Linked DNA regions of Mus musculus: all the other regions are linked to region 7. The links are chromatin contacts, called in public HiChIP or PLAC-seq and promoter capture Hi-C maps. All regions are on one chromosome and are shown on one strand. Each heading gives the region's core, a stretch centred on a gene start, on an enhancer-like site or on the middle of the called end of the contact. The rest is flanking DNA. Distances are from core to core; before and after follow the strand shown. Region 1 holds the start of Sfn (stratifin). Region 2 holds the start of Kdf1 (keratinocyte differentiation factor 1). Region 3 holds the start of Stx12 (syntaxin 12). Region 4 holds the start of Ppp1r8 (protein phosphatase 1, regulatory subunit 8). Region 5 holds the start of Fgr (FGR proto-oncogene, Src family tyrosine kinase). Region 6 holds the start of Themis2 (thymocyte selection associated family member 2). Region 7 holds the start of Map3k6 (mitogen-activated protein kinase kinase kinase 6).

Evidence for each region. Promoter capture Hi-C pulls out the DNA fragments that hold promoters and counts their contacts. HiChIP or PLAC-seq counts read pairs in DNA pulled down with a chosen protein or histone mark. Capture Hi-C pulls out chosen DNA fragments and counts their contacts.
Region 1: a FOXA1 HiChIP or PLAC-seq map of pancreatic cancer cells shows a contact between it and region 7. The contact joins the promoter of Sfn here to the promoter of Map3k6 in region 7. A contact is called at or near these places in 1 of 115 datasets of contacts at active chromatin or transcription factors (pancreatic cancer cells) and 2 of 9 other capture datasets (adipose tissue and pancreatic islet).
Region 2: a contact with region 7 is called in an H3K4me3 HiChIP or PLAC-seq map of embryonic stem cells, with 26 read pairs. The contact joins the promoter of Kdf1 here to the promoter of Map3k6 in region 7. A contact is called at or near these places in 6 of 39 promoter capture datasets (embryonic stem cells, fetal liver, liver and 1 more), 3 of 115 datasets of contacts at active chromatin or transcription factors (embryonic stem cells and pancreatic cancer cells) and 2 of 9 other capture datasets (liver and pancreatic islet).
Region 3: a contact with region 7 is called in a promoter capture Hi-C map of adipose tissue. The contact joins the promoter of Stx12 here to the promoter of Map3k6 in region 7. A contact is called at or near these places in 3 of 39 promoter capture datasets (the 3T3-L1 cell line, embryonic stem cells and liver), 2 of 115 datasets of contacts at active chromatin or transcription factors (embryonic stem cells and pancreatic cancer cells) and 2 of 9 other capture datasets (adipose tissue and liver).
Region 4: a contact with region 7 is called in a promoter capture Hi-C map of liver, with 4 times the contacts expected there. The contact joins the promoter of Ppp1r8 here to the promoter of Map3k6 in region 7. A contact is called at or near these places in 5 of 39 promoter capture datasets (the 3T3-L1 cell line, liver, neutrophils and 2 more), 1 of 484 Hi-C or Micro-C datasets (embryonic stem cells), 3 of 115 datasets of contacts at active chromatin or transcription factors (embryonic stem cells and large pre-B cells) and 3 of 9 other capture datasets (embryonic stem cells, macrophages and pancreatic islet).
Region 5: an H3K4me3 HiChIP or PLAC-seq map of embryonic stem cells shows a contact between it and region 7, with 55 read pairs. The contact joins the promoter of Fgr here to the promoter of Map3k6 in region 7. A contact is called at or near these places in 7 of 39 promoter capture datasets (embryonic stem cells, liver, neural stem cells and 2 more), 1 of 484 Hi-C or Micro-C datasets (bone marrow-derived macrophages), 25 of 115 datasets of contacts at active chromatin or transcription factors (the 230-238 cell line, T-cell acute lymphoblastic leukemia, acute myeloid leukemia and 17 more) and 3 of 9 other capture datasets (adipose tissue, liver and pancreatic islet).
Region 6: an H3K4me3 HiChIP or PLAC-seq map of embryonic stem cells shows a contact between it and region 7, with 4 times the contacts expected there. The contact joins the promoter of Themis2 here to the promoter of Map3k6 in region 7. A contact is called at or near these places in 2 of 39 promoter capture datasets (both in liver), 2 of 115 datasets of contacts at active chromatin or transcription factors (embryonic stem cells and microglia) and 1 of 9 other capture datasets (embryonic stem cells).

What each region holds. Positions count from the first base shown.
Region 1 is chr4:133,600,827-133,604,330 of GRCm38.p6, forward strand. Sfn (stratifin) reads right to left here and starts at 1,342. Exons shown (of 1, transcript NM_018754.2): 1 at 1-1,342. The coding sequence starts at 943. The coding sequence ends at 197.
Region 2 is chr4:133,517,312-133,520,628 of GRCm38.p6, forward strand. Kdf1 (keratinocyte differentiation factor 1) reads left to right here and starts at 1,652. Exons shown (of 4, transcript NM_133707.2): 1 at 1,652-1,741. It overlaps Gm42323 (predicted gene, 42323), which reads right to left and starts at 2,547. Exons shown (of 3, transcript NM_001378703.1): 1 at 1,789-2,547; 2 at 878-950. The coding sequence starts at 2,498.
Region 3 is chr4:132,883,089-132,886,747 of GRCm38.p6, forward strand. It overlaps Stx12 (syntaxin 12), which reads right to left and starts at 1,370. Exons shown (of 9, transcript NM_133887.4): 1 at 1,160-1,370. The coding sequence starts at 1,277. It also overlaps the pseudogene Gm13033.
Region 4 is chr4:132,841,707-132,845,216 of GRCm38.p6, forward strand. It overlaps Ppp1r8 (protein phosphatase 1, regulatory subunit 8), which reads right to left and starts at 1,463. Exons shown (of 7, transcript NM_146154.3): 1 at 1,351-1,463. The coding sequence starts at 1,406.
Region 5 is chr4:132,972,204-132,975,595 of GRCm38.p6, forward strand. It overlaps Fgr (FGR proto-oncogene, Src family tyrosine kinase), which reads left to right and starts at 1,892. Exons shown (of 13, transcript NM_010208.4): 1 at 1,892-2,067.
Region 6 is chr4:132,794,600-132,798,150 of GRCm38.p6, forward strand. It overlaps Themis2 (thymocyte selection associated family member 2), which reads right to left and starts at 1,765. Exons shown (of 6, transcript NM_001033308.2): 1 at 1,661-1,765. The coding sequence starts at 1,754.
Region 7 is chr4:133,239,073-133,242,677 of GRCm38.p6, forward strand. It overlaps Map3k6 (mitogen-activated protein kinase kinase kinase 6), which reads left to right and starts at 1,746. Exons shown (of 29, transcript NM_016693.5): 1 at 1,746-2,359. The coding sequence starts at 2,017. It also overlaps the pseudogene Fcnc-ps.

The sequences.
Region 1 (3,504 bases), core at 92-2,591, 360 kb after region 7:
ACCCACCAGACAGCTACACGAAGAGTGAGATTCCCTGCCCTGGTGGCTTCAGCTTGGCTGCGCCCCCTTCAAAGGAGCCTTCCAAGGTGTGGCTGAACATTCAGGGTTTGGGAAGGGCAGAGTCCCACTCCGTTTTAGTCCTCTCTGCAGGCTGGGGACTGGAGGGCAAGGCGAGCCGGGGTGGTTGTCGGCTGCTTCAGCTCTGGGGCTCCTCCGGAGCCTCACCACCCTCTTCCCCAGCACTGTCGGCTGTCCACAGCGTCAGGTTGTCTCTCAGGAGCTGCATGATGAGGGTGCTGTCCTTGTAGGAGTCCTCACTGAGGGTGTGCAGGTCGGCCATGGCCTCGTCGAAGGTGGTCTTGGCCAGCGAGATGGCCTCCTCGGGGCTGTTGGCTATCTCGTAGTGGAAGACTGAAAAGTTCAGGGCCAGGCCCAGGCGGATGGGGTTGGTAGGCGGCATCTCCTTCTTGCTGATGTCCATGGCCTCCTGGTAGGCTGACCGGGCAGAATCGATGATGCGCTTCTTGTCATCGCCAGTGGCCACCTCGGCTAGGTAGCGGTAGTAGTCACCCTTCATCTTCAGGTAGAAGACGCGGCTCTCTGCATCTCCAGCCCCTTTGATGAGGTGCGAGTCCAGCAGGCCGAGTACGGTGTCGCACACACCTCTGAGCTCGGTCTCTACCTTCTCCCGGTACTCTTTCACCTCGGGGCCCTTCTCTTCTGACCCCTCCTCGTTGCTCTTCTGCTCGATGCTGGACAGGACCCTCCAGGCCGCTCTCTGGCCGCCCACCACGTTCTTGTAAGCTACGGAAAGCAGGTTTCGCTCCTCGCAGGAGAGCTCCTCGCCCTTTTCCACGGCGCTCTTCATGAAAGCTGCCATGTCTTCATACCGTTCGGCCTGTTCAGCCAACTTGGCCTTCTGGATCAGACTGGCTCTCTCCATGACTGCGAGGATGGACAGACAGACGGGCGAACTGGCTGTCTCGAGAGTAACGCTGGGTTCTGCGGCTCCCTTGCTCTGGCTCTGCCTTTTGGCTGGGGTGGCATGGCCCTGAGAAGAGTTGGGCGTGGTCTGAGCGGGCCTGGGCCCTGCCTCCTCCTAGTCTTCGCCACACCCTTTCCGGCTCTACCTTTAAGGTAAAAGGGCTGGGACGGGAGGGGGCTGTGAGTCACCAGGACAGTCAGCAGGAGAAACCTGGCCGCAGGTCCCACCTGCAAAGGCACCTTTCGGCTCCAGACTGCCCCCTGCAGTTCAGGGCTGGCTGCATTGCAGGAGCGTCTTGGATTACCAAATCAGATTGTCTTTCAGGGTGATCTTCCAGGCTTCAGCCACCGAGCTGCTTTAGCCCAGGCAGAGCCCAGGGAGCTGGGACAGTTCAGGTGAGAACTCATGTATAGGTAGGGCTGTACAGTTTCCCCCAAACTTGCGCATCCATGATCTGATGCAACTACCCCCAACCCCCGAATTGGCTCTGTAGGACTGTAGAGGTAGAACTATCAAGTCTCAGGGGTGAACCAAACCAGTTTGAGGTCACAAGCTGCCAGCTCCCTTAAACCCCTCCCCCTCCGTGTCCCCTCTTCCTCTTGGCTCTCTTTGGGGGCCATTAGCTGAGCCGGCCTGAAGATAGCTCCATCCCTTGGTCCTTGTTCTCCCTCAAGATGCCCTATGAACACCCCAGATGCGCAGGTGGCATCTCAGGGTGCCACTTAATGAAGTGTTTAACGAGCGGCCTCTGACGCTCCAGCCCAGCCTTTGTAATTAGTCACCCAATATGTTTGTTGGACACCTTCCCCCTTACAGCACAATTTTCCCTTTCAAGTTGGTGGCCTGTTGACACTTGTCTGAGACTTTACTCTCTGGTTCTCCACATCGGGTCACCCGTCCCTTCCAAGCTGCCTGTCGTCATGTATCGGCAGGGTTCCCAGAGGGTGGGGGCCTAACTCTTTGACTGTCCCACTCCCCTGCCTGACTCAGATTACCTCTGTCAGAGGCTGGGAAGCAGGCCACCTGGGTGCTCAGTCCAGTTTGGTCCCCCAGGGGGGACGCTATCAACCTGGGGAGGAAGACAGGGCTGAGGGAAAGGAGCTGGGAATGGCACATTCCATTTTGTTTTATGGCGCAGTGTGTGATTCCAGCCCAGTATGATCCCTCACTTGGCTCCCAGAGGTTCTCAAGTCCCTTCAAGACTCTGCCTCTGACCCCTGAGAGAAGTCTCCTTGGAGATGGAGATCACTTTGTTCCCAATCTTCCATCCCTGATTGGTTGGGCCCTATTTTCAAGGCCCATGATAAGAATGGGCACTGAGGGTGTGTTCCTGCTTATGTGCCCCACCACATTCTTCAAGTTTAGATGGGACTCCGTGGTTCCTTCTAAAGAAGTTTCTTCCTAGGACCCAGCCAGTCTAACCCTTGAAGCAGGACTATTGCACAACCTTGCCTGTCTCCTCACAGTGTCTGAGCACTCGCCTTGCCTCCGGGAGAGGTGTTGTAGGCCAGAACCCTGAACAGGCTGGAATGTGCTTGGGCCACGGAGTAGGGGCTCTTGAGAGACTTCAGGGTCCTGGCTAATTTTACAGGTTCTCCCAGGAAGCAGATGGGATTTCTGTCCTGAGATCTTGCGTGCTTTGCCTAACTCATGGCACAGGCACAGAACTACAGTAAAACATCAAGTTAGGGAAGACCACGGTAGTGTACGGCTAGAGTCTGAGCATTTAAACTCACACAGGGGACATGCCAGTTGGTGACTGGCTTTGCCACAAGGGAAACATGTTACCCCCACCCTGGGGAAAAGCAGAGGCTGGGAGTGTGTCTTGGTTGGTAGAGTCCCTGCTAGTGTGTATGGAGTTTGCTCCCCAGTCCTGTATAGACAGGTGCACATCTGTAATCCTAACACTTAACAGGCAGAAGCAAGTATCTCTCTGAGTTCTAGCCCAGTCTGGTCTATATATGGACTGCCACCATGTTTGCTTTAGCAGCGGTGCCGGGGTTATACCCAGGGTTTCCAAGAACTCTACCGACTGAATATATCCTCAGCAACCCCCTCCCTGTTTTGGGGTTTGAGCTGGGTTCTATGGGATGAGGAAAGATCCTAAACTCTCCGCACCCCGTGGCCCAGCCGGGTGTCCACAGAAGAGTCGGGGTCCTCAGTCCAAACTCTTTCCTCTCCAGACTGACAAACTGTTTGGCACAGTAAGCATTGTCTCCTCCCTTTCCGTTGGGAGAATTCTCCTCAGCCTTGAAGGGCCTTCCTTGGCTCTCAGCCTGGCCTGGGCTTCCCCAAGTCCTGGGGGCAACTTGGAAACCCCAGGACACTAGGAGTCTGGACGGTGGGGCTTGGCAAACTTGAAACTTCTTCTAAGCCTACGAAGGGCGTGTTCTCCTCGTGCCTCTTAAGCCAGGAAGCTGGTGGGGGTTTACAGCTGCAGCTCAGTTCTAGACCCTCTTCCTCCTCCACCGAAGCCAGGCCTTGACACCCCTGCCAGCTCCGGCCTGCATATCCTGACT
Region 2 (3,317 bases), core at 402-2,901, 280 kb after region 7:
TGCCCTAGAACAGGCCTTGCTAGGCTTAGAGTTTGCAGAAGTGCCACTGTACACAAGGTGGCTCATTTTCTGAATTCCAAAGGGGAATATGGTGTACCCCTTGTCCATCCTTGCCCCAGAAGGAAGTGTGATAGACTGTGGGAAGTTCTGCCACTGGGCCTTTGCTGGGAACTTGCCACAGGGATCTCTCCCAAACCTGTCATTTCCATGTGTGACCTTCTTTGTCCTCCCCAGTTGACAGAGGTACCTTTTAAAATTGTTTGTTTGTTTACTTATTTATTTACTTATTTATTTATTTATTGGTTTTTTTTGAGACAGGGTTTCTCTGTGTATCCCTGGCTGTCCTGGAACTCACTTTGTAGACCAGGCTGGCCTCAAACTCAGAAATCTGCCTGCCTCTGCCTCCCAAGTGCTGGGATTAAAGGTGTGTGCCACCATGCCCCTCATGGTTTTTTTTGTTTGTTTGTTTGTTTTTTTGAGATGGGGTCTCTCTACATAGTCCTGCCAATCCTGGAACTCACTCTGTAGACCAGGCTGGCCTGGAACTCACAGAGGTCCACCTTACTGCCTCCAAAGAGCTGGGATTAAAGGCATGTGCCACCACATCTGGCTAGAGAGGTCTATATCTACAGAGGGGACACTGGAAAATGGAAAGTGACTTGCTCCCATGTCAAACAGTTCAAAAAGAGCAAGAAAGACATCAGGGACTATGTTGGCTGTGGAGGCGCATGCCTGTGATCCCAGCACTCCATAGATAAGAGGAGCAAGTCTTCAAGGGCAGCCTTGGCTACATAGGGAGCTAGAGGCCAGCCTGGGGTACATGAGACTTTGTCTCAGAAAACTTGAACAATCTACGGCTGCACCCCTGGGAACATACCTGATCTAGGCTGATCTTGACTCGAAGCAGGACAGGATATGGCTGGTCTTCCCAGGATCTTGTATTGGAAGACCTAGGTAAGAGGAGCTGAAGAGAGAGTTCTGCCTCAGAGAGCACTGGCTGCTCTTCAAAGTTCCAAGGTCCCCAGTTCGACTCTCAAGTGCTCACATAACAGCTCACAACCCTCTGTAACTCCAGTTCCAGGGCATCCCATGCCCTCCTCTGCTCCCTTACCTGTGGGCACAAGGCACGCAAGTGGTGCATGGATGTACAAGCAGGCAAGACATTCATACATATAAAAACATTTAATGTAAAAAAAGAGAAACCTAAATAAGTGAATATGTAGACAGACAGATAGATAGACAAGAGATCATTGCCTAGCTATTCAAACAGTGAAGAATATTTACTAAGCAGTTGGTATGTGCCAGGCGCTGTACTAGGGAAACAAGACCAGACCTTACCCTCAAGGTCAGAGGCTAAAAGGAGGAGACAAAAGACAGGAAAGCAACAGTCTGCTGGGAACTATAATAAAGAGTCCAGAGAACTGTTCCACATGACAGAGCTAGGGACTCAGGGGCCCGGACGGCTTCCCAGGAGGCATGCATGCCCTTTAAGTAGGAGCTTTGCGGCCCGGTAGGCGCCCCATGGGCTCTCCGATACTTCCAGGACACTGGACTATAGAGCAGAGAGGGGACCTAAGCACTGTTGCCCGATGATGGCCCCTCTCAGGGCCTCACTCTCCTGGCTGGGCCGGAGCTGGGCGGGGCCTCGGCCAGGTGCGCGGCGGCGCTCGGCGGAGGCAGGAAGTGTGTCCCCAGCGGCGCCCCGTGCCGCGCTCCCGCGAGACGCTTACCTGCGACCCAGGTGAGTGCCGAGGGGGGCGGGGGAAGGGCCGAGCGGAGGCGGCTCACCTGGCTGGGCAGGTAAGGCCGGCGCGGGTCCGCGGGGGCGCGGGGCGGTGCAGCCCCGGGTGGGTGACCCTGGAGGCCGCGCCTGGACGGCGGCGGGGCGCGGGCCCTGCTCCTCGGGCCCCGACGTCCACTTCCGGGGTGCGCGGGGCCCGGCCGGAGCGGCCCGAACGGGCGCAGGGCTGGGCTGGGCTGGGCGGGCCGAGAGGCCCCTGGGGTGCTAGGACCCAGCACCGTGCGTGGAACAGCGTCGGGAGTCGCGGGCCACGGCGCTGGTGGCAAGCGAGGCGGTGCGCGCCCCGACGGCAACGCGAGCCCTGCCGCCTGGACGCGCGCGGCTCCTGCTTGCAGATGAGACAGTGGCTGGGGCTGTGCCAGGGGGGTGCACAGTACCCTGCGCCCGAGCTGAGCAGAGCTGAGCGCGGCTCGCTGACCATACGTTTGCCTGGACAGAGGCTGCTGCAGCCGGCTCGTCCTGGGGACACAGGGAGGAGGGCCCATGGAGAGCCCCCGAGTCTGTCTGTCTGTCCGTCTGTCTCTGTGTTTTGTGGGGACTGTCGGAAAGGCGAAGGCAGTGAGAAATCAGAGAATCCTGGGGCCATCAGACCTTGAGGCATCCTTGCGATGCCTTCGAACGCTGCCAAGTTAGAGAATGCCAAGAGTGTGTCTTCCCAGGCTTTTGCTAAACACGGAGCTCCACCCCCAACCCCCATACCTCCGTAGAGGGTTAGAAGGACATTAATCTCTCCTCTTTTGAGAGATGAGGTTTTCCATTTTTATTTTACGTCACATTGGTTTATTATTTACTTATATTTAAGTTAATTTAATATATATTTTGTTTTGCTTTTTGAGATAGGGTCTCATATGGCCCAGGCTAGGCCCAATATTCAGCCAAGGATGACTCTGAAGTCCTCATCATCTCATCGTGTCTTGTGCTGGAATTACAGACGTGGGCCACCTCACTACTCTAAGATGAACCTATTTAAAGATGAGGAAGCTGGGTCCAAGACTCTTGTCCCAGGCCAAAATTGAGGCAAAAATTGGTCCCACTAAATTAAGTGAGCAGTGTCACTGGGTTGTCAGGAGGGATGGACCAGGGACAATCGTGGGAAAAGGAAGGTGTAGATGGATGGTTTGAAGGGACGCTCATGCAAGGCACTATTCATACCACAAACAGGAAGGCTGACTGCTTGGTTGTTTAAGTTTCAGACAGGGTCTCTCTCTTGGGTAGCCCAGGCTGATCTTGAACTCAAAGAATCTGCCTGGCTCAGCCTTTCTAGTTCTGAAATTACCTGAGGGAGCCACCAAGAGCAGAGTACCTGGGGTGAAGAGCCTGGCCTGCCCCGCAGCAAATCTTGTTCCTTCCCAGCCTGCTGACTTACTTGATCTCTCCTCTCTGTTCTCTGAGCTTCCGATTCCTGAACTGTACAGTGACAGTAAATAATTCACGTGGCAGTTGTAAGGACTGAATAACGTGGAAGAGCTCTGGCTAGAGCCGGTTTCTAGCCCATTCACTGCCGTCTCCTCAGTGC
Region 3 (3,659 bases), core at 120-2,619, 360 kb before region 7:
ATAAAAGCAAAGTGACAAGCTGGGTGTGGTGGCGTACATTGTTAATCCCAGCACTTGGGAGGCAGAGGCAGGTGGATCTCTAATTTTGAAGCCAGCCTGGTACACAGAGTGAGTTCCAGGATAGTCAGAGCTACAAAAAAACTGTCTCAAAAAGAAAATAAAAGCACAGTGGTAGCTTATGCTTTAAAGCTTAGGACATAACTGCAATTCAGAACTGACTCTACTTATTAACAGTATAGCTAAGCTCACAAAAAAAAAAAAAAAAAAAAAAAACAGAATAATAAACAACACAGATGGTTGTCACCATTTTTAAAGTAAAATTGCTTCTGTTGTTCTGTTTACAGGGCTCTGGGATGATTCTGAAACTCAAAAACAGCCTGTACTTGACTCTAGCTACAGAAGGGAGTTTTAAGGTAAGCAGTTACAAACTGACTTGGCCCAACCCTGCCATCTCTTACTTGGTGTGTAATTGTGGCCAAGAGTAGCTCTCAACGGAGGCAGAAGAGGACATCTTCATGCTTGAAATGGGAAAAACGTTCGCTACAAAGACAACCTAACCTAAAATGTTCCCGGTGCATTCTGTGCCATAAAGCAGCAGTCCTCCCGTCCCTTAAATGCCAGGCACTGACTGACGTCCAGGTTAATTACAGGAAACACAGTGTATTAAGTCACTCGAACGCACGCATTCTCCACTTCCCTTAATTGAAAGTTGCTGATGTCTGAGGACCCAACCGCTGAGCTGAATGTGAACCTAAAGTCGCAACCAAGTAAGCACCCCCTGATCGGAACTGAGGAAAACAAGGTGGGTGGGGAGAGGGGGACGGCGACGACAGGAAAAACTCGGCTGACCACTGCGCCAAGTCAAGACTGCTGCTCACAGTCCTGGAGATGACACACACTCCCTCCCACCATCGGGGCTGTCGGCTCTGTTGACCCCCAACACCGTGAACTCTAACCGCCTAAGACAGGGGTGTGGACCTAAAGGGCCCGAGCCTGGCCGACCCAGGGAAAGGCAGCTCGCCGCGCCCAGAGTGGAGGCTCGCGACGGCCTCAAGGTGTGGCCTGAGCTGCGACCCAGACCGGGCTCCCCGACTTGGCAGCTTCACCACCGTCTGTCCCTCAGGCCGCCCCCAGCTCCCGGCTGGGTCCCCTCGCTCACTGGCTTGGCTGATCCGCTGGATGTTGCCACTGCATGTCTGGATGATGCTGTTGAAGTCCCGGGGCTGAGGCCCCGACGGCCCGGGGTTCCGATACATGTCTAAGGGACCGTAGGACATGACAGTGAGCAGAGACCGGGTCGCGCTTCGCGGCGCTCCTACCGGAAGCTGCCACTGACCGGGCCCAGCAGCTGAGAGGAAAACCGGGAAGAGAAAGGGCGGGGAAGGGACCGCGACTGCGTGCGCACTGACCCCCCGCCCATCGCGGTGCGCATGCGCGCGCTCCGCCCCATCCTGCAGTGCGCGTGTGCGGCTGGAATTGGCGGTGGGTCGTCTCTTGAGAGTTTTCGAACTGCTGGCGGTGAGCGTTCTCGCAAGACCCGACTCCTCCAGCTGTGAAGCCAGTACAGGACCGGACTTCTTCAGCCTGTCGTCTACAGACGGCGCGCCCCGCATTCCACGACCTTCCGGCCGCCAACACGCTCATCCGCATCCTGCTGCTCCCGCATCCTGCCGCTCCCGCATCCTGCTGCTCCGCGCGGCACTGTTGTTCAGGCACCCAGCAAGTTCTTGCTTTTCCAACCCATGTCAAAATCGAGGTGAATGCATGAGCATGGAATGGGACCAGTACACGTGCAGTTGTACCCGACAGGATTCGATGGTGAAAACTGTTCAACACCTAAATTTCTAGCAAGAATAAAGTTACTACTGAAACCATCCGCCAATACGGTGTGCCCCGTGCTTACCCACTTCAAGGGATTCTGGGACATTGTTGATTAACATTTCCTTCCTTTGAGGTCAGGCTGGTATACAGGGTGAGTTCCAGGACAGCCAAGGTTACATAGAGAAACCCTGTCTCGGAAAACCCACTCACACTCCAAACAAATAAAAACCATTCCCTTCCTGCGGAATTCAGTCATGAGATATGTTGCCAGCCAGATGGCATTTGATTGACAGCCCACCAACTTACAATGTGCACCACACCTACGAAAACTGGGCACCCTTCTCCAACCTCTCCTACTACATCAGAGCCTCTCCTCCTGTAACAGATGACTGCCTGACTCCCATCCTGTGAAAGGGAAGAAGAGGGTTTCTGATTCAAAAGATTATGGGGAAAATTCTAAGAAAAAAATTCATCCTTGACCCCCAGGGCTCGAATATGATATTCACATTCTTCGGCCAGCAATTCACCCACCAGTATCTCAAGACAGACCAGAAACAAGGACATATATTCACTAGAGGGCTGGGCCATGGAGTGGACATATAAGCCATGTTTATGGTAAAACTCCAGATAGACAGCATAAACTGCTCCTTTGCTTTCTCTTTTAATTATTTATTTTTATGCTCATTGGTCTTTTGCCTGTACCTGTGAGGGTGACAGAGCCCCTGGACCTGGAGTTACAGAGAGCTGTGAGCTGCCATGTGAATGCTGGGAATTGAACCTGTGTCCTCTGGAAGAGCAGCCAGTGTTCTTAACTGCAGAGTCATTTCTCCAGCCCCAAACTATGCCTTTTCAAGGATGAAAAACTCAAGTACCAGGTAATTGATGAAGAGGTATATTCTCCCATCAGAGAGATCAGGGACACTCAGGTGGAAGCAGACTGCCACTGCAAACCCCCAAATACCTGCTTTAGGGCAGATCTTGGGTTTGGCCACTGGTCATATGGTATAAGCTACACCATGAACCAGCACCACAAACCATTCTCACCGAAGCCTTACCAATCATTTGAAGAACTCAGGAGAAAGAGGCTGCTGAGTTGGAAGTTCTCTGTGGTAAAATTGATGCTGTTGGTGCTGGTTAAGAGCACTGACTGCTCTTCGATACGTTCTGAGTTCAATTCCCAGCAACCACATGGTGGCTCACAACCATCTATAATGAGAGCTGATGCTCTCTTCTGGTGTGTCTGAAGATAGCTACAGTGTACTCATATATACATTAAATAAATAAAATTTAAAAATTAAAAAAAAAAATCGATGCTGTCCTCCCCTGCTGATAGAAAAGCCTCTTCCAGGTGCTGTCTTTGGGGAAACCCTAGGGGAAATTGGGGCACCATTCTCCTTGGAAGGGCCTACATCAAACCCTATCTGTTCTCACTACTGGAATACTGGAAGCCAAGCTCTTTGGGGGAAGTGGGTGTTAAGATCATCAACACTGCCTCAATTTAGTGTCTTGTTTTATTTGGGGGGGTGTTCTAGACAGGGTTTCTCTGTATAGCCCTGGCTGTCCTGGAACTCACTTTGTAGACCAGGCTGGCCTCGAACTCAGAAATCCGCCTGCCTCTGCCTCCCAAGTGCTGGGATTAAAGGCATGCGCCACCACTGCCCGGCTTCAACTTAGAGTTTTAACGTTAGTAACATGAAGGGCTGTCCCTTCATTCAGTGCTCAGGGCTTCTCCAAACAAGCACATTACAAGTGCTTTAATTCCAGACAAATAGTGACTTAGATATCAGATCTCTCCAGGTTTGTGACATGCTAGACAGGACAATGAAATGAAATATTTG
Region 4 (3,510 bases), core at 213-2,712, 400 kb before region 7:
GGAGGTGTGGGGGCACCCTGAACAGGTGTTTGTGAAAAAAAATCTAAGTCATCAGACTGTTTTCTATACCTCGCTTCATCATTCAAGGGGATGGATGCTCAAATGTCAAATCACCTGACACAGTTCCTGGTATACACCAGACCCTGAGGTAATGACAGGTGATCTCAAAGAAAGAGTCTCTTTATATTTGGCTGGCCCAAATTTGAAATAAGTGCAGCCAGGGACCAGTGTGGATAAAGAATTTGTAGGCTGAAGCACATGGATATGTTAAAAGAATAAAGAAATCCAGGAAACAGCCAAGCATTCATTCGCTTCCTGGGCTTGTTCTTTTGAACCTTCCAGGGCCCTTACATTTGCACAGAAGAAACGATATCGAGTCTATCTCATTGAAGATTCAACACAGACATCTCACAGCTCCGCTCCAATCTCTCATGGCAGTGGCTAAAAGGACAGTGCATCGAACAAAAGCCCATTTGCTTCGAGATACAGATTAAAATGAACATTAAAGCCAAAATATTTTGTCTGAATATCCTACCATGTGATTGACTCAGGCCTAGGAGCTGAGCATGATGCAAGGGTTTTTGCCCTTGAAGATCTCAATGTAACAGAAGCCCGAGAGGTAACACGTTAATAACCAGGAAGAGCCGCAACAGCAGAAAGGGCTCTAACCCCGATGCATCCTCGTGCAAAGCAGTTCCTATTCATTCATCTTGCACCCCACTCAACGCGGAAACCATCCTACTACTTCTCTGAACTTCCCAGGGGATGAAAATGCTGTATGCTAACAACTTCTGCTGTCTTTTGTACCGGGTTTCGTGCTGGTCTGGTCAGAGAACAAGGGGGAACAGTCCCGCGCCATCCCTGCCCGCAAGGAGCACCTAGTCCGCTTGGAGGGTGCAGCAGCCACGGAGGGATGCAGCATCAGGTTGGACTGAGGTAGGGAAGCCAGCTCGTGCGCGCTCCAGACCTTCAGCACCCGGGGAAGGTTTGATGCTCCCCGAGAGCATCGGGCACTCAGTGATGAGTTAGGGCAAGTTAGGGGCCAAGGCCTGAAGCACCCCGGTGAGCGGCTGACCTCCCAAGCGCTGTATAAACTGAATACCTTCGAGCCCCCAAAACTCGGGTTTCCGCAGAGCCTGGGCCCCAGCTCCAGGATCCTCCACACGTCGCCCGGCCCCTCACAGCGGACAGTTTTCCCTCAATCATTCCAGGATCTTTCTGAGACGTTCGTTTCATCGCAAAAAAAAAAAAAAAAAAAAAAAGGAAGAGGAAAAAAAAATACAACCTTCTCCTTTCTGTCCGGGTTAACTCACGCCAAGCCGCTCCAGTCCCAGAAACCTCATTACTCACCAAGTCGGGCAGTCGAACAGCGGGAGGCTGGAGCCGGAGTTCACGGCTGCCGCCATCTTGCGTCTCCCCCTCCCATTTGGCGGGTCTGAAGCACGCCGGGAAACTAAGAGCTCGGGAGGGAAGAGGCGGCATCCCAGCAGCCTGTGCGCAGCGCGTGCGTGCGCACGCGCAACGCAAGGACGCTCTCCTGGGAGCGCCTCTGGCGGAGGGCATCAGGGGCTGGGTTTGAAGTCTGCAGTGTTTGCTGGAGAGGCTGGGGGCGGGTGTCTCCTTGGTCACGGGGTCAGGAGTGGTTTGTACCTTGATGCGGCTTTCGCGCTGCGTTTTCCGCCAGAAACCCTAGAGCTCTGCAATCTGCATTAACTCCCAGCTACCCACCCCCTCGGGCTTCATCTAGCGATAAGCAGGTGATGGCTAGAGATAAGAAGTGATGGCTTTTTTTTTCCCCCTTTTTCCAGCCTTCCTTCGAAACACTGCATCTGAAAACAGAATCCTTACTCATTTGTCCTTTCTGATCCCAAGTCTGATGTGTACGGCTCAGTGGTAGTGTGTTCAGCAGGCGCGAATGAGGCCACTGATTCAATTCCCCAAAACCAGTAATTTTCTTAGATCTGGGAGAATCTATAGATTAGGCGACTGTGTCAGAAATCATGTAGTCTGTTTTTGAAAACTTTGGACAAACTGCTGCAAGGCACAGACTCAAAAGGAAAAAAAGCCTCCAATTTTTAGTAACTTAACCAATTCTCAAAAATGTTTAATTCATGGCCCCTTAGGATTTTTCTCTGTGGGTCATAGTGACATAGGAAGCATTAGGGTTACCATCTTCCTCTAAGCCATTAGCTTGCTGGTTGTAATGGTTTTGTCTATTGAGTGCTTATGGGGAAGTATGTATTTCATATGGATCAGTTCACTTGGTATTCCCAAAACTCAAGACAGATTGATTCCAGAAGAGAGGCTCTAGCCTCACCTTACAAGGAGTGGTATTCGAACCTGAGTCTATGTAAAGCCAAAAGCCAGGCTCTACTAGTCCCATATGTTTCTGACAACATACCATTCCTTCGTATGCAGTGGATGGTCCTTTTTTCACTTTTGCAGAAAGATGGGATGATGACTTCACAGTTTTTAAAAGAAACAAATGGTTGGAGGGTGTGGCAGCACATATCTGAAATTCCATCTGCCTTTGCTTCCTGAGATACAGGGTTAAAGGTAGTCAACACTATGCCCTGCTAGACAGTAAAATTAATAATAATAATAATAATAAATTCTCCAGGTTTCAGTAAGCAACAGCAATAGAACATGTCATGGTTTGAATATGCTTGGTCCAGGGAGTGGCACTATTTGGAGGTTTGGACTTGTTGAAATAAGTGTATCATTGTAGGCTTGGGCTTTAAGTCCTGTATCCTGGCTACCTGGAAGTCAGTCTTCCACTAACAGCCTTCAGGTGAAAATGTAGAACTCTCAGCTCCTCCTGCACGATGCCTGCCTGGATGCTGCCATGCTCCAGCCTTGATGATAATGGACTGAACCTATGAACCTATAAACCAGCTCCAATTAAATGTTTTCAGCATAAGAGTTGCCTTTGTCGGGCTGGCGAGATGGCTCAGCAGTTAAGAGCACCGACTGCTCTTCCGAAGGTCCTGAGTTCAAATCCCAGCAACCACATGGTGGCTCACAACCATCCGTAATGAGATCTGATGCCCTCTTCTGGTGTGTATGAAGACAGCTACAGTTTACTTACATATAACAATAAATAAATCTTAAAAAAAAAAAAAAAAAAGAGTTGCCTTGGTCATGATGTCTGTTCACAGCAGTAAAAGGTTAACTATGACAGAAGTTGGTACTGGTAGTGGAGTAGTGCTGTGATAGGCCTGACCATGTTTTTGTCTGGAAGAATGTGGATTTTGGGACTTAGAATTTAGAAAGCAATGGAATGCTCTAAGTATTGCTTAATGGGCCATCCTAATAGGAATATGATGAGATTGATTTGAACTGTGCAGACCTGGCCCAAGAGGTTTCAGTGGAGAATAATTTCAGCATGTGGCCTTGAGACTGTTTTTGTGGTATATTGGTGAAGAATCTGGCTGCTTTTTGCCCTTGTCTGAAGAGTCTACCAGCGTCTAAGGTGAAGAGATTTATATCAATTGCATTGACAAAGTCTCA
Region 5 (3,392 bases), core at 642-3,141, 270 kb before region 7:
ATAACTTGTCCAAGGGCACCAACAGCTAGGGAGTCTGTCTCTGCAACCAGGTAGCATGGGACGGAAGTCTGTGGTCAGGAAGGCTTCTCTGAGGAGGGAGCAAACATAGTAACCAACCGGAAGGAGCCGGTTTCAGACCAGAAGAAGAGTGCTCCAGGCAAGAGCAGGTGAGGGCTCTGCTGGAAAGTGTGTGAACACTGGGGAAGGCCCCTAGGGAGCCACCCAGGAGCTGGACTTAGAAGAAGAATTACAGAGCAATTCCTCCAAGATCAGTGTATGTCCTTCTGTCTCTCCCTTATTCCCTCCCTCTCTCCCTTGCTTCTCTCTTTTCCCTCCTGTTTTTTCTTCCTTCCTCTTTTCCTCTCTCCTCTTCTGTCTTCTCTTCCCATCTCCTCTAATCTCTGCCTTCTCCTGTCCTATCTCCCTGCCTTCCTCTGCCTCCCCCTCCTCCTCCTCCTCCTCTTCCCTTCCTCCCTCCTCTCAGGTAGAGAATCACTACTCCTCTTTGGCTGTCCTCCAATCCACAGGGCTCAAGCATCCTCTTGAGTAGCTGGGAGTGCAGCTGGTGCGGCTGTTCCTTTTGTATCTGGGCTCCCTATGGCTGGGCTCCCATTGGCCACGATATACATTTATTTGTTAATTGCACACATGGATCAATGGCCAAGGCCAACTTAGAGGATGCTCTATAATGGTGGCAGTGCTATCCAGGCAGGGTAAAGCCACCCTCCCACAGTCCCTGAACCTCCACTACATTTCCTTTCTTCCTCCTACACCCACTTCATATTTTCCTAAGAGAGAAGCACTTTTATTTGGTTTTTTGAGACAGAGTTTCTTTGTGTAGCCTTGGTTGTTTTGGAACTCACTCCATAGACCAGGCTGGCCTCAAACTCAACAAAGATCTGCTTGCCTCAGCCTCCCAAGTGCTGGAGTTAAAGGTGTTTGCCATGGCTCATTGAGAGAAGCATTCCTATCTGCATCCATCACTTGCTGACACCGTGTGTGTCACCATGATCCTCCTGAACTTGTACTTTAGGGCGCTCACACACAGCCCCCTACACCCCTGTCTGTACACAGAAGCACACCTGACTGCATAATGTGTCCGAGCTGTTGATTCTAAACCCAGTCACGCATCGTCATCGCCTATCATCAGTATAGCCCCGGGGACACCCACTTGAATCTTCCATGCCTTAAGCCCTCACCCTCCCACAAACATTTCCAATTCAACCCTAGCTCTCCCTCCCCAGGCAGGGGGATTTCCTGGGTCTCAGTGCACCTTGGTTTTAGAGAGGTAATACTGGTAATAACTCTTGGTTTTAAAGGGAGGGTGGGTATCGGGCTGGGGGAGTATAGGGAGGGCTCTCCTAGAGACACTGTGATTGATTAAGGATTCTCCTCAGCTTCTCTAAAACTTGTGTGTGGCAGTAGCCTGATGGGAGCTGATTGTTGTGAAAAACAGGTACCCAAAGGCAAGGGCCTTATCTCCACCGCCCAGTTCCTAAAGATGAGGCGGCAGGGTATAAGTGACAGGCAAAAGATCCCTGGCAAATGTAGTGACAGTAGTGTAAAGGCTACAGGCTATGTGAACTTGGGCCAAGTTATCCTGACCTGGCTCTGTGTTTTCCTACCTAGGAGATGAGTGGGGAGTGGGAGCCTTTGGGATGGCCAACCCCCCACCCCCTTGGTATCCCACTCTAGTAACTAAAGGGACAGGTCCCTTTGGCCGGAACCTTTGGGAAGGAGCTGGGGCGCAGGGACAGCGCTGGGAGAGCCCATCCACAGCGGGAAGTGGGAGCCAGCGGACTTTGGATCTGGGGGCCCCTCCTGGCTTTGGGCAGCAGTCTAGGGGCTGAGGCGTGACTTCGACTTCTCTGGCTGCCGCCTCCTCCTCCGCAGTCACCAAAATAAGAGAAGTCCGAGACGGCTTCCTCCTCCCTCCCCAGAGTAGGTAGTAGGGGCAGAGGCGGGTAGCACCTCACTTTACCCCCCACATCGCCTCTCCTGGTTGCTGGAAGTTAGGGTTGGCTCGCCCCAGATCGAGTCACCCGCAGCTGGCTCCCTTGAGACCAGGTAGGCGGCCAAACCCGGTGGGGGCTGGTAGGGCAAATGTTGCCCCGCCCCTAACCGTCCTCACCTTGGAGGGAAGATTTGGGGGTAAACCTGAACTTTGAGAGCTGAGCAAGTTGAAAGCGGGAGATGGGGGTGGGGATCCCATTCAGAAAGGAAATGAAGAAGGAAAACTAAGGAAAGCTGGAAAAGGCTGATAAAAACCTAGGAGAAGGCCGAGGCAGTACGGCGAAGGCAGACCAAAAATTCCCCCTAAAAGTCTAAATGGGGAAAGAGAGGGAAACTGTGTTGTAAATTTGATAAAATTTGGGGAGAGGGCTGAAAGTACAGGAAGGCACTGTGGGATCCCCCAAAAGCGTCTAGGGAGAGCCCTGAGAGGCTTTCAGGAGGAGAAAAAGGAAAGAAGCTGAGGGGGTATGAGAGAGGGGTAGTAGGTGGGGAAACTGGAAAGGGGGAGGGGATACTGAGGAAATCGGTCGCGAGTTCCCGAGAAGGGGGTCTAGGAGAGTGACTTCTGCAGAACTCGGAGTCCAGAGTGCAGTTCTGGGGTCTCAGAGGCCGGCTATCTGGATTCCTCAGAGGGAAGCGGGGAGTCTGCAAACTCCCCCCAGACCCTCTAGCTACATCAGTGGGGCAGCGGGTTCCAGACACCCTGGGGATTCCTTCCAGCAGCTGGAGGCGTGGATCTGGGTTTCCTGGGGAAGACCTCACCCTGGGGCATCAGACCTCCCTGGGTGCTTTTCCCTATCCGCAGTGGCGGTCAAGGTTTGCGTCCCTGTCGGGATCCGGGAATTGCTGGCAGCCCCGACGGAAATCCTGCTTTTGACCGCCAATGCCCGCAGGGGCTGTTTCCATGGCAACACAGGGCAGTGAGGCCAGTTGGCTTTGGGCCGCTGCAGGCTCAAGGCTGGCAGCCAACTTTGGTCCCTGCCTTCGTCCCCATTTTTGGTCCTTGATCCGGGTGTGTTGCACCACAGAGGGAGTGAGAGGGTGCCGCTTGGTGTTCAGGGGTCTCCTGCCTCAGAGACATGTTCTCTTAGCAAGAATGGGCCTTTAATTGCTATGCAGACCTCAAGGAGAGCTAGCTTTCTCTGGACTTTTGCTTTTCTCATTGGAACTTTGGGGAAGAAACTAGCCCTCCCCATACCAAAGCTGTGCCTAGTGGCTCATGCCTATAATAATCCTTGCATCCAGCAAACAGAGGTAGGGAGGTTGTCACGAGTTCAAGACCACCTTGAGCGATATAAGCAGAAAGACAGGTGGGGTGGGGGAAACAGAAATAGAATGGGAAGGGGTGGGGCGGGGAGGAGAGGGGAGAATGGAGGAGA
Region 6 (3,551 bases), core at 515-3,014, 440 kb before region 7:
GAAGTCTGAACTACACAAGAAGAATTTGTCTTAAACGGAAAGAAAGAAAAATGCTAAGGATCTTAGCTAAGAACTAGCTAGAGTGTTAGTAGTCTAGGATGTAAGATGGCCCAGGTCCCATCTGCAGCAGGGCAGGTAATGTGGGGGTGGGAGGAGGGGGAGGTGAGGGTGGCTGGAGGCAGAACATGGGGTATCAACCTCCAAAACTGGAATCCCATGTGGTCAGGAATTCTACCACACCTTGCCCCATAGGGTCATCTACCTTCCCGTTCACCTCATTTGCATACCGACACTCTGTGACATCCGTCTGTCCTCACGTCACCCCAAGTCCTTCCACTTCCCATCACCCCAGGTCATAGCAGATGAGGAAACTCGGGTATTGTGACACAGGTAAGCAAGAGACGCTGGGAGGATGTTCTGAGCTGGAGAAAAGAATGACCAGGCTCCCAGAGTCCCACTTCAGGGACCCATCAGATTCCGATGGACCAGAGAGACTCACTGTGGTGGCCCTTGTGTGATCCTCCTAGGTCAGTCTATAACCCGCTTGGCCATCAGAACACTTTGCTGGCAGCTGCTGTGGCAGAGCCTGGCTCGCTCACTCCAGGGAGTAGAATGAAGCAGGCATCCATGAGACAGCTTGCTGTCTGAGGGAGGAGCCCTGAATCTCAGCATCTCCCTCCACTCTCGCCTCTGCCCTCCACAGAGCAGCCCGGTCGGTCCCTTTTCTTCCCTCCCTTACCCAAGTGGTCAGTCCCTGGTCACATGTTATTTGGCCAGTAACTGGTGGCTGTGTCCTGATATGGCCATCTCTTCTCTGCTATGGGTTGCGGAAAGCCATGGGCAAGGAGCAAATGTACAGGCAAAAAGCGGGGAAGGATCCCCCTGGTAGGAGGACCACTCCATCTGAGAATCCAGCAGAGGAACAGAGAGACTCAGAGGCAAGGAGCAGAGAGTTCAGCGGGAGGGCTGATCTGGTGCTAAAATAACGAACTGGAATATATCTTAGTGGTGAGAGCTCAGGGTCCTGGGTTGGATCCTTGCAGAAAGGGAAAGAAGATAATAAAAGAGAACGGAGGGAGGGAGCAAGAAAGAAAAATGAACAGTGAACCAGGCATGGCAAATTCAGGCAGAGGCAGACGGATCGCTGCAAACTTAAGGCCAGCCTGGGCTACAAAACAAGGTCCTCTCAGAACAACCCCAATAACGACAGTGAGCACCCTAGTGCCTGTCTGAAACGATGGACGAGTTATCCCCACTTATTTGTCCATTTATTGTTATAATTGTTCTTGTTGCTTGAGACAGGATTTCCTAGGCTGTTCAGATCGCTCCTGCCTAGCTGCCACACAATTTCTGTTAGCATTACCGAGGAGCCTCAGTTGAGAAAAAGCCTGAGTTAAACTCAGGACTTCTCATCACCCATGGGACAAAAGCTGAAGAGCAGGGAGGTGGCGCCTTTTGGTGCGGATTCATAAAACTTCGGACAGCAGCGTCTGAACTCAACCCCAGATCCCTCAGGGTCTAACTCTGTAGCCCAAACTGACCTGCAATCACTTTATAGAACAGGCTAGCTTCGAACTCATCCTCCCGCCACAGCTCCCCAGTGTTGGCATTACAGGCATGACCCATCATACCTAGCTCCTTCCACCCAGAGCCCGCTCACCCTCAAAGTAGACTCCGGAGCAGACCCGCAGCACGCGCGGAAGGGAGGTGGGGTCCAGGCCGCTCACAAAGTCCTGCAGCGGCACCGGCTCCATGGTCGCGTTCCGACTAGATTTGCTCAGACTGATCGGCAGCTTGCAGAGGACAGTCCGGAAGCCACGCCCACCGAGGCCACGCCCCTCAGGTCGGGAGCCCTACAGGGTTCTCTGAAGCGCCCCGAACTCTTGAATGGGGACTTTATTTCCCCTGACCTGTCTCTTCATCTCTAAAATTGAATCTTTTCTTAAGGTTTCTAATGTGATAAAACACCATGACCAAAAGCAACTTGGGGAGGGAAGGGTTTATTATCTTACAACTCTGGGATCACAGAGGTTAGTCAGAACAGAAACTCCGGACAGATAGAGAGAGATAAAGGGACTGGGACTGGTACAAGCCATAAAGAAACACAGCTTACTGGTTTGCTCAGTTTGCTTTCTTACACAACTCAGGACCACCTGCCCAGGGTTGGCACTACCTACACCCTATGGGCTGGGCCCACCCACACCAATCATAAGTGGAGAAAATGCACTACAGGCTTGCCTACAAGCAGTCTGATGGAGGCATTTCTCAACAGAGGTTCCCAGATAATTCTAACTTGGGTCAAATTGACCAAAGAACAACCAGGACAATTCCCACACCTTTCTTTACTTGGCTCCATCGAACAGATCTAACATCAAGACTTGATAATTTTTTTTTTTTTTTTTTTTGAGACAGGGTTTCTCTGTATAGCCCTGGCTGTCCTGGAACTCACTTTGTAGACCAGGCTGGCCTCGAAGTCAGAAATCCGCCTGCCTCTGCCTCCTGAGTGCTGGGATTAAAGGCGTGTGCAGTTACACCTGGCAAGACTTGATAATTTGATACCCAGAGGTCTGGTGTGTGTGTGTGTGTGTGTGTGTGTGTGTGTGTGTGTGTGTGTGTATGTATGTGTGTGTGTGTGTGTGAGAGAGAGAGAGAGACAGAGAGAGAGACAGAGACACAGAGAGACAAAGACACAGAGACACAGAGACACAGACACAGACACAGAGACATAGAGACAGACCCGAGACAGAGACAGACAGAGAGAGTATCCCTTAGCACAAATTGTACTTAAATTACTGTGTAGCTGAAGATGACCTTGAACTTCTGATCTTCCTTCTTCCACCATCTAAAATGAGTGTGGTCACACACACTTTATTAGATGCTGAGGACTAAACCTAGGGCTTCATGGATTCAAAGCAAACACTCTACTAAGTGAGCTGCATCCTCTGCCTTGTTTTGGGTTTTTGAGGCAGGATTTCACATAATCCACTGTGTAGCTGAGAATGGCTTCCTTAGACTCCTGATGCTCTTGATGCCTCCTCCTGCCAGGTTCTGGAATAACAGGCATGTACCATTTAACTACCTCAGACCATGAAGATGTTGAACAGATAAAAACGATCCCACTTCCCCAGCTGAGATGTGCCCCCAGATGCCTCTTCCACAGTACTCCAAGTTCAAACAAGGTACACAGCTCCCTAGTGTAGTTGGGGTCTCTTAGGACATACACACCCTTACCCTTTGGGTCTGAGGAAGAAGACATGCCTTGTCTATCCCCAGATACACCTCTGTCTGGACACCTCTAGTGATGCAGAGATGGCTACCGATCTCTCTAGGACACTCAAGTCCTCTGATATAGGTAAGTAAAAATGGTGCCGTGGCACAGGCTGTGATCCCAGCACTTGAGAGGCTCAGGATTCAAGTCATCCCTGGGTTACAAAGAACATGGTCGTCATGAGAGCCTAGCTTAAAAACGGAATGCAGTTTCTCCTAATGCCTTGTCTTCTGTTTTCGGAAATAAGATGAAATGGAAACTGACTTCCTTGTGGCTGAAAAAA
Region 7 (3,605 bases), core at 496-2,995:
ACTGAACCAATCTCAAGGGGCATTATGCTGCATCTGAGACCACTGCCCACATGTATGGCATTGACTGGACCTCAGAAAAAGGCATGGGTCACCCCTACTGTGGGATTACACATAATGCTTTGCTAGAGCACTCGATTGTCGGTATCGTCACTCCTTACAGCTTCCATCCCTTGGCCACCTCACTGCCAACTGCCTCTGCTTGCAGGGCCACTTTGTAACACTTTACAAATCTTTTCTTACTCAGGAGAAAACCTATAGAAAACAGGGCAGGGACACAAGCTTCAGTTCCATTCAAGGAAGAACTTCTAATCAGGAAGACGAATGGGTAGGACTTCTCCGGGCTTCAGATCCTAGAAGGATGCAAGAAATGCTAGGGGGCAGTGAGGTGAGAGATTCAACCACCCACTCGCAATCCTCCTGGGCCCCCAAGCCCAAAGTGGATGCATCTGAGGACAGCTTTCTCTCACTCTTTGTTTGCTGTTTGGTTGGTTGGTTGATTTTATGAGACAGGGTTTCACTCAGCAGCCCTGGCTGTCCTGGAAACTCTGTAGACCAGGTTGGCCTTGAACTCAGAGATTCACCTGCCTCTGCCTCCTGAGTGCTGGGCTTAAAGACATGTGCCACCACCACTTGGTTCCCATTTGTTTCTTGTAAGTGTGTTTTCTACCCAAACCTCTGTAATGGGCCACATTCTCCCTTTCTATTGCTCGTCTATCCCATTGGTTCAAACCTAGGAAGATATATTTTTTTCCTTCCATGAGACAAGAAGGCTGTGAAACAGAGGCTTCCTACCGTTTGTTGAAAGGTCCATTTGTCCAAAGCCCCAACATATTATTTTTATAAAGTTTTAGTTTTATTTCATGTGCATCTTTTGCCTGTAATTATATATGTGCACCATGTATGTGCTGGGCGCCTATGCAGGTCAGGAGAGTGCCAGGACTCCCCTGGGCCTACAGTTACAGATGATGGTGAGCCACCATGTGGGTGCTGGGAACCAAACCAGGGCCCTCTGAAAGAGCAGCAAGTGGTCTTTACAGCTGTGCTGTCTCTCATGCCCAAGCCCTACCATAATAAACGATTATGAAACATGGCCCTAACCTCAGAGTCTCAAAGTCTCATTTCTAAGTTCAGGGCCCTCTAAGGTTTATAGCAACTTAGATTCATACTATGATGTTAAAGCTTCTTGGTGAATTTGAAGCCGGGATAACCTTGTAACCCAAAAAGCGGAGACTTCTGGAGTTCCTTCAAAGGGTAGATAGGAAGTTTACCGTAGAAGTGCTTTTCAGCTCCATGGTCAAGTTTCGGGTGGACCAATAAGGTCCACAAGGTTTCACTGCAAGAGAGGCTCTGAGGAAAGCGCTTGTCAACATTCTGACCCCTACCAGCAGGAACATTACATGTGCCGCCTACACAATGTTTTGCTCCCCCGTCCTTCCCCCGCCCAGTGTCCATTCATTTACCAGGTCCCTGCAGGGCGGGGCTGTCCTGTTTCCTATCCCTGGGCTGGGCACACGTCTTACGAGCGCTTGCAGTAAGCAGTCAACAGTGTTTGGCCCGAATAGGGGCACAGGCTGTTCCGGAAGTGGACAGTGTCAGAGGTTCTAGCCGGAGAGGAGGGAGGGAGAGCCGCTGGGGAGCCTCATTGCCCCAGGGCCGAGGGTGGAGCCTTTCCCAGTCGGGAAAGGGCTGGGCCCAGCCTACATGTGAGGGCAGGACAGAGTGACTGCCAGCGCTCCCTTGAGAAGTCTGGGTGTAGCACGCTGCCGGTTGACTTCCCAGGACTCTTCTGTGACCTGTGAGCCGAGGATTACTGGGTACCCCAGATTCCCAGAACCCAGTCCTGGATTGCAGATCTGTAAGGACCGTGAAAGATTGAGCAAAGAAGTCTTTCTGGACTTAAGAGTTCCGGAACAGGACGTCCAGCCCATCTCCGGATCCCGACTGGATCCACACCTTCAGCCTCGTGCCCTGTCCCGGGTTCCCCGCGCCCGGGGCCCCGCGCTTGAGCGCCCCCGCATGGCGGGGCCATGTCCTGGGGCCGGGGTTCTAGAACGGGCGGGCAGCTGCTGGCAGGACCCGCTGGCGGAGGCGCTGAGCCGGGGCCGCTCGTCTCCTGCGGTCACGGGTCGGGGCTGCGCGCGGAGCCGGCCTCTCAGTGTGGTCTACGTGCTGACCCGGGAGCCGGGGCTCGGGGTGGAGCCCGGGTCGGGAACCGAGGCAGAGCCGCTGCCGTTGCGATGCCTGCGCGAGGCCTGCGCTCAGCTCCAGGGCACACGGCCACCCCCGCAGCTACGCAGCCTACCCTTTGCGACGCTGGCGCTAGGCGACACCGCTGCGCTGGACTCCTTCTACAACGCGGGTGAGCGTCTCGGGGCGGGGCTTGAGTCTGGGCGGGGCAAGGGGCGGAGCTTTAGAACCCTGACGGGGCGGGTGTGGGTACCAGGTCTAGGGAATTTACGGTAAACTAAAGCCGAACTTGAGACAAGGCAGTAACGACAGGGCATTTAGTGGATTATGGATGTGATGGGCTTGAGGCTGGATCTGGGGATTCAGGCCTGGCTCCGGAGTTTAAGTATCTTTCGGTGAGCGTGGTGCCAAGCAGGTGGGGCGGAGCAGGCGAACTCTAAGGGCGGGGCTGGGGAGGGGCGGGGCTGAGGGAGGGGCAGAGCTGCGCTTCCCTGCGTAAGCGGGAGAACTCTTTTTCAGGATGATCTCACGTTGGACTTTTGAGGGTGAATCAGGCCTGAGACGGAAGTTCGGTCTATGGCAAGGGGCCATCTCTGCAGGATTGGGGTTGATAAGTCCTAGCATACTACATCCCACATGGGACTAAAGGGGCGGGAAAGGAAGTACTGAGGCAACTCTTCGGGACTGGATTATAGGAGAAAGGGATTGTATTTGGAGACTAGGAGTCGAAAGAAAATGGGTGGGGCAGGGGTGGGTCTAGAGGAGATACAGGGAGTCCAAGGGTGAGGTCGGAAGATAGCTATTCCTCTCTTTCCCACCTACCGGATGCTCCACCTCATCCCTATTTGTTTATCTCCGAGTCAGAGAGCCTTGTATCCTGGACATCTGCTAAATTGTAGCTTAAAAATGAAGGCTGACCCGGTCAGACCACAGATAAAGTGGAATCATCTGCGTTGACTCATACAGTCCCTCCCTTGCGGACATTGTCACTTAAAGATGGCTGGATACAGTAAGCTACACAAACACACATAAAAGCACGACGTTGTCTTCACACACGATGATGCAGATCACCCTCAGGACCCTGGCTTCAAGACTGGAGAGATGGCGCTGAGGTTAAGAGCACTTGCTGCTCTTCCCGAGGACCCGAGGTTCCCAGCATGCACACGGGGTGTGCATGCTCACAACCACCTGTAACTTTATCTCCAGAGGATCCTGATGCCGCTTTCTATCATACACTCACACCAACACACACATACATATAAATAAAACAAGAGAGAGAGGAGAGAGAGAGAGACAGAGAAAGAGAGAGAGAATGGGACTTCTTTTTGCAAAGTTCCTGTCTCCTACATAACCTGGAAGTGCTCAGTGGGATGAAGGTCCCTGGGCATCTCCTGTAACACCACCAATAAGAGTACTGT